2 separate regions of the Sus scrofa genome follow, and region 2 is linked to region 1. Evidence: chromatin contacts called from public Hi-C data. All regions are on one chromosome and are shown on one strand. The core of a region is the stretch at or near the end of the contact, and the rest is flanking DNA. Distances in the headings are between cores, read along the strand shown.

Evidence for each region. A called contact is a pair of places that touch in the nucleus more often than the background predicts.
Region 2: a contact with region 1 is called in a Hi-C map of skeletal muscle, with 6 times the contacts expected there. The contact joins the promoter of RPL37A here to the promoter of SMARCAL1 in region 1. A contact is called at or near these places in 1 of 5 promoter capture datasets (liver), 6 of 47 Hi-C or Micro-C datasets (alveolar macrophages, embryonic fibroblasts, liver and 1 more) and 1 of 2 datasets of contacts at active chromatin or transcription factors (alveolar macrophages).

The regions. Positions count from the first base shown.
Region 1 is chr15:118,626,007-118,629,029 of Sscrofa11.1, reverse strand. SMARCAL1 (SWI/SNF-related matrix-associated actin-dependent regulator of chromatin subfamily A-like protein 1) reads right to left here and starts at 1,296. Exons shown (of 21, transcript XM_021076244.1): 1 at 1,210-1,296; 2 at 266-302.
Region 2 is chr15:118,700,825-118,703,978 of Sscrofa11.1, reverse strand. It overlaps RPL37A (60S ribosomal protein L37a), which reads right to left and starts at 1,781. Exons shown (of 4, transcript XM_021076246.1): 1 at 1,621-1,781; 2 at 1,163-1,291; 3 at 505-587. The coding sequence starts at 1,623.

The DNA of each region.
Region 1 (3,023 bases), core at 47-2,546:
ACACACACACACACGGACAGTATATAGCATATGCCAAAACCCATGATCCTGACAAAAAGGCAAAAAGCAAGGTCATCAAATCCAAAGCTGAAAAGGTAGTTCAACAGCAATATTTTTCTCCCTCTCATCCACTAGTCAACATGAGTTATCGGATCCCAAGAAAGTTATGCAATGCAACCTAAATCCATCAAATAATGAGAAAGGTGACATTTCAAACTAGAAAGGATATTGGATTGGACAGACATAGACCAAAACAACCACATACCATGGCGTGATGCTTGCTAAAATAGCCTCTTGCCAACCTGGAAGAAGGAAAAAAGCATTAGCATCACAGAGACTGTACCCTAAAATTCAACCCTCAAATTCAATCCTTATACCATTCCTGGCAAATCAGCCTGCAACTAGTCAAGTGCAAGCTTTAGTGCCTGCTGTCTAAAACTCACTGCCATGGAGCAATTGAGTAACTCTTTTGGAAAAATAAGAAGGAAAAAAAATATATTCTCATTGTACAAATTCGAATGTTACAAAAAGATGTAAAGAATAGAGTAAAACTAATTTGCAATCTCACCATCTATCAATAATCACTGTTCATAGTTTATAGTATAATTCTGAATTTTTTCTATTCATAGCCATAGTTACACGCCATGTATTTGGGAGGTAGATGAATTTACTACAAAATATGATCATTACATATGTTCTGTTTTGTACCCTGATTTTTTTTTTCCAATTAATTTTCTTAGGTCATTTTTCCATGAGCTGAGCCACTTCTGCAATATTTCTAGACCCAGAGCGCTGGACACCAAATTTCTCTGGCTTGGTTCAGAAGAAACAGTCTCCATTCAATGTAACGCCACATAATGTTTACAACAGTGACATGGGGGAGGAGGAGCCCTGAGAGGAGCCTGGGGTAAAAAGGTTTCCTTTCTGCTAGGACCCTCTTTGACCAGAACCCCCAAATCCCGACACCTTCCACTTCCTCCAACCACCAGCAATTAACAAGCGGTTAGGGAAAGGCTTTGTCCCTGGCCCGGCTGAAGTTCTCAGGCTCCCGGGGTAAAACATTCCTGCCTAACTTTACAAGCAGGGCGCTTCGGCGCCCCCAAATGCTCCAGGTCCAAGGCCCGGTGCGCTGCCTCCACTAGCCAGGGGAGGCGAGGCCATGGGATGATGAAGTCCCTTGATCAGCCCTAAACCATAAAGCCATCCCACCGCATGGACGCCCCTCTTCTTTTTGCTGGGACCTGTGTTCCACCCGGTCTGGGGGGACGCCACTGCCACTCTTATCACCTTCACTTGGATTCACCCTTCCGGTCGGCCCACTCCCTGCTGCAGGGAAGCATTTGGTCTCGTCCGCCTCCGCCACCTACCTCCCAGTTTAACCGTCTCACCCGGTGAGGCCTATAATGCGAACCACATTCGCGGCCGACCCCGAAGCTAGGTGCGTCTCCAGAGCCCTCCCGAGCCTCTCTTCCGAGTGGACTGTTAGGCGCGGGTTCTCGAGCGCTGCGAGTTCGCTCGCCTTATTTCAGCAATCGGGCCTGGGAGGTGGTCGGGGTGATGGAGTCGCTCACCGAGGAACTACACTTCCCAGGGGGCAAGGCGGCCCCCACTTACGCTTCAAAGAGTGAGTCATGAGACGGGAAACCCGAGCTGTGCTGCAGGGATTCGTAGTTTAAACCTGGAGCCTGGCGAGACGCAACGTCGTGGGCGGGAGGGGGGGAAATGATGCACCCTGGGAAGTGTAGTCCTCGGCTCCCTCAAAAGTTTTAGCAAGTACCCGGATTCTGAAAGCCTGGGTTGTTGAGGTATCCAAACTGGAGTGTCTATGTCAGAGTTGTCTCCAAAGGGCTTCCCAGGCGGGCAGATGGATTTGGTAGCTCTTAAAAAATATATTTCTTGGGGCATCCATTCCTGATACTGATAACCTTGCAGTTTAAGCTCCACCCGCTGTTCCAATCCTGACCTGACCTTCCTGGACAAAAAGAGAATTAACATTGTCGTCATTGTCATATCGTCATCATCATTGCCATCATCAGCCATTGTGCTGAACATCTAATGTGAATCATCTCATTTAATCCTCACTGCAACCTGATGGAACACGCACTATTCAAATCCTCTTTTACAGAAAGGAAACCTGAGCAGTTAACTTTTTCAAAGCCTTGTTAGGCTATTTGTGTTTCTGATTCCGAAGCCCATACTCTTGAGAGAAAAGTATTAGGCTGACACTCTCAGAACCAGTCTACCCCGTTTCTGAGCACCAGCACCTCTCCATTCCATAATCAACTCACTATTAAATATTGGTGGTAAATATAATATTTCCCTGGGGAGGGGGAGGGAATGGGATGGACTGGAAGTTTGGGGTTAGTAGATGCAACTATCACATTTGGAGTGGATAAGCAATGAGATCCTGCTGTGTAGTACAGGGAACTCTATTCAGTCACCTGTGATGGCACATGATAGAGGATAATGTGAGAAAAAGAATATATATATCTATATATATCTACACACACACATATATATATCCTTTTTATAATATATGTATATATAACTGGGTCACTTTGCTGTACAGCAGGAATTGACAGAGTATTGTAAATCAATTATAATAAAAAATTTTAAATATATAATATTTCCTATCATCAGGGTACACGTGAGTGTTGCTATCTGTTTTTAAACATGATTGTCTTTGTTTTTAACTCACTTTGTTTTTAAACAAAGAGGTAGAGCTCTACTTAAGGATTTGGAAAAACAGCCAAGACATACTATTAGGAAAAACAAAGCACAGCAATGGGTATATTTTGATCTATTAAAAAAATCCTTACCTATCAGTGCTCGTAAACTCTGCTGATCCTGTTGCACCACAGCAGGAACTCCTGGCTTTTTTTTAGTAAAGTGATGCCCGTCATAAATGCCTTTATTTACCAAAATTAGAAGTAATTTTTCCTTCAAAAATATCCAATAAGATTCCATTTGTGAAATCCAAAAATAAGGCAGACACAATTGTAAGGGATTCCAGAGATGAATAA
Region 2 (3,154 bases), core at 532-3,031, 74 kb before region 1:
CTTTTACTATATGTAAGGTACTAGTACTGGACAGCTGTACACTGACTAGAAGTGAAACACCTCAGCCTTCAGGGTCAGCAACGAATTCTACAACTAGAGGTCTTTGGGGGTGGCTCGAATTTTCAGAATTGGATAACCATAGGAGTCCACACAATAACCAGCATAAAAGTCCACAAGGCAATAGCACCTGGTCCTTGTCAGAGCCACAAAACTGAGAAAGTCCAACCACATTGTTTAAAAGGGCAAAGGTGTGGTAGCCCAGATGGCCTCCATACATATATGACAAGAAACAGCCTGCCTTAAGTGTTCAGCAGTCAGCCCAACAGACCTGTACAACATTCCTTGATGACCCTAATGAATGAATGTAAAATTCTAAAGTAATGTGATCACACTTTAAAAGCATTCTTTTGTTTAATAAGAGTTTAAACTAGCCCATTCAACATCAAACCTGGAATTGTGACATGGTCCACGCACTTTCAGTTACGACAAAGAAATAAGACTCACTTGTAGGTCCAGGCACCACCAGCTACCGTTTTCATGCAGGAACCACAGTGCCAGATGCCCACAGCTCGTCTCTTCATCTTGGTCTGTAAAAGACAACCAATTTTCCCTCTGACCAAAGAACAGCCTTTTATATCACAAAAATCTAAGAATCTAAATTACACTAGAATTAAAGCTGGTGTATTTTACCATTTTTTTCCCCTAACTTCAAGTTTTCTGCTGCAAAATTTGCATAAACTGTGGTGATATTTTCAGGGATGTGGAAGATCTGCAACTCCCCCCCCCAAAAAAAACACAAGAATTGCCGGAATACAGTATTTTTTGCACACAATAAACATACAAACATTAAACAAAGATCTCTACCCGACACTGGTAGACAAAACAGACAGAACTGTGTTCCACAAAACTGGTTTGGCTTAAGCTGGGACTGTCAACTGTTTACCCTTTAGTTCCCACTTGTCGTCACAGGAAAAAAAGGTTTTTACAAAATCCAGAGTTATCAACAATACTCTCGTCTTGCAACTGGTTACCAATTATGTGCAATTCTGAGAACCAGCAAACCATCTATAAACTTCCTTCAAGAAGCCTCACTCCGGAAGGAAACCTTCCCTCCCTCCCTCTTCGCCGCGCCCCCCGCTTCCCGGCCCACAGCCCATCTTACTTTGCCACAGAAGGAGCAAGTGTACTTGGCGTGCTGACTGATTTCAATTTTCTTCACCATTTTCCTGAGGGAAGCACCATAACGGGTCCCGTATTTGCCCACGATTCCAACCTTCTTGGTGCGTTTGGCCTGTTAAAAAAAAAAAAAGTTAGGGAAAAACCCAGCAACAAGGACTCTGACCCTCCACACACCATCCTTCCACCCACCCAGCCCCCGCCTGCTCCCCGCTCGCCCATCACATCCTGGTAAAACCAAGGTCCGAGGGCACTGGGTTAACCCAGCCCGGACGCGCCAGCCTTCGCCAAGCCGCCCCAGTCTCCGTCTGAGGAGCGGCGAAGGCACGGAGGCCGGGGACACAGGACCGAACAGGCGAGCAGAGGCGGGTCGGCGCGAAGAAACCAAGAAAAAGGCAGATGCACGCAGATAGACACCTAGGCCTCACAGGGACCAACACTCACCATTTTGCCGCAAACCCGGTCCGAGCCCAGAGAGGAAGAAGGGTTGTGCGCAGGCGCAGTTTTAGGCGGACGAGCGGAAGCGGCGGCTGGGAGGCCCAGCTAGGAACTGAACTCTATGGTTCGGAGGTCTCCTCCCACCCGGTGCCTTCTGGGTAATGTGGCCGACCTTCTTTCTGACAGGTTTACCCTGATTCACAGATTGCAGCAACGGACTGGATAGCAGAGGCACTTTCTCCCATCGGCATTATTTTACACGTATCTCACCAAGTTCTGCAAAACCAAGTATGATTTCCTCCATTTTACAGACACTTCATATTTTAAGTGACTTGCTCACAGGCACTTGGCTTAGAAAAGTGCTTAACTTTTACGACTCCAAATTTCGTCGCTTTCTGTATAATGCATTCTGAAAGCGGCAAGCCCTGTGCAGGAAGCCAGGATAGCGGTGGCGAAAAACCAAAGCTCCACTCTTACATGTTATAGTCCGGCCAGGGGAAGCCATATGACCTCTTTAACAAGTTATAATTTCAAAGAAATCAGAGCTCTGAAGGAAGGAAGATGGTCCCATCTATCCTAGGAAGAGCCTGGGGCTCCCTGAGAAAGGCTGAGACGAGAAAGCTGGAGAGGAATAGTCACGGTCGAGGTTCGTCTGGCAGCTTCTCCCTCCGTCTCAGTTCTGTTTGCCTGCCGCTCTATTTCAGAATCCATCCCATGGCCCTGATGGGAGGGTGGAAGTACGCACAACCTAAGAGATGAGAATCATCTTCTACTTGGTGGACTTTCTGAGGACTTATGTGGGAAAGACAGCTTCTCAGATATTTCTGAGGGACTCCTCCCAAGAAATAAAGGAGGAGCCAGGATTTATAGGAATTTTGGCGACAAAAACTAAATGGTAGGAACATCAAAATATTACTGTTGAAGTTCCCACTGTGGCACAGTGGGATCGGGTGGTGTCTCTGAAGTGCCAGGACAGAGGTTCAATCCCCCACCCAGCACAGTGGGTTAAAGGAGCTGGTTTTGCCACAGCCCCAACATAGGTCACAACTGTGGCTTGGATCTGATACCTGGCCTGAGAACTCCATATGCTGCAGGGCAGCCAAAAGATGAAAAAAAAAAAAAAATTACTGGTCGTTAAAGAAAAAGACATGTCAGGTTAATGAATTTAGCGCTTTTCTATGTGTGGGAAAATGCAAGAGTCTGGGCTTATTAAAATTATTCTTTTGAGAAGTTCCTTTCATGGCTCAGTGGTTAATGAACCCAACTAGGATCCATGAGGACGAAGGTTTGATCCCTGGCCTTACTTACTGGGTTAAGGATCCAGCATTGCTGTGAGCTGTGGTCTCAGACACAGGTTGCAGACATGGCTTGGATCCCACGTTGCTGTGGCTGTGGCTGTGGCATAGGCCAACGGCTACAGCTTGGATTCAACCCCTAGCCTGGGAACCTCCATATGCCTCGGGTGCAGCCCAAAATGGAAAAACAAAAAAATTATTCCTTTGATATGCATCTTAACTATCTAAGGCCAGCATCCCATTTT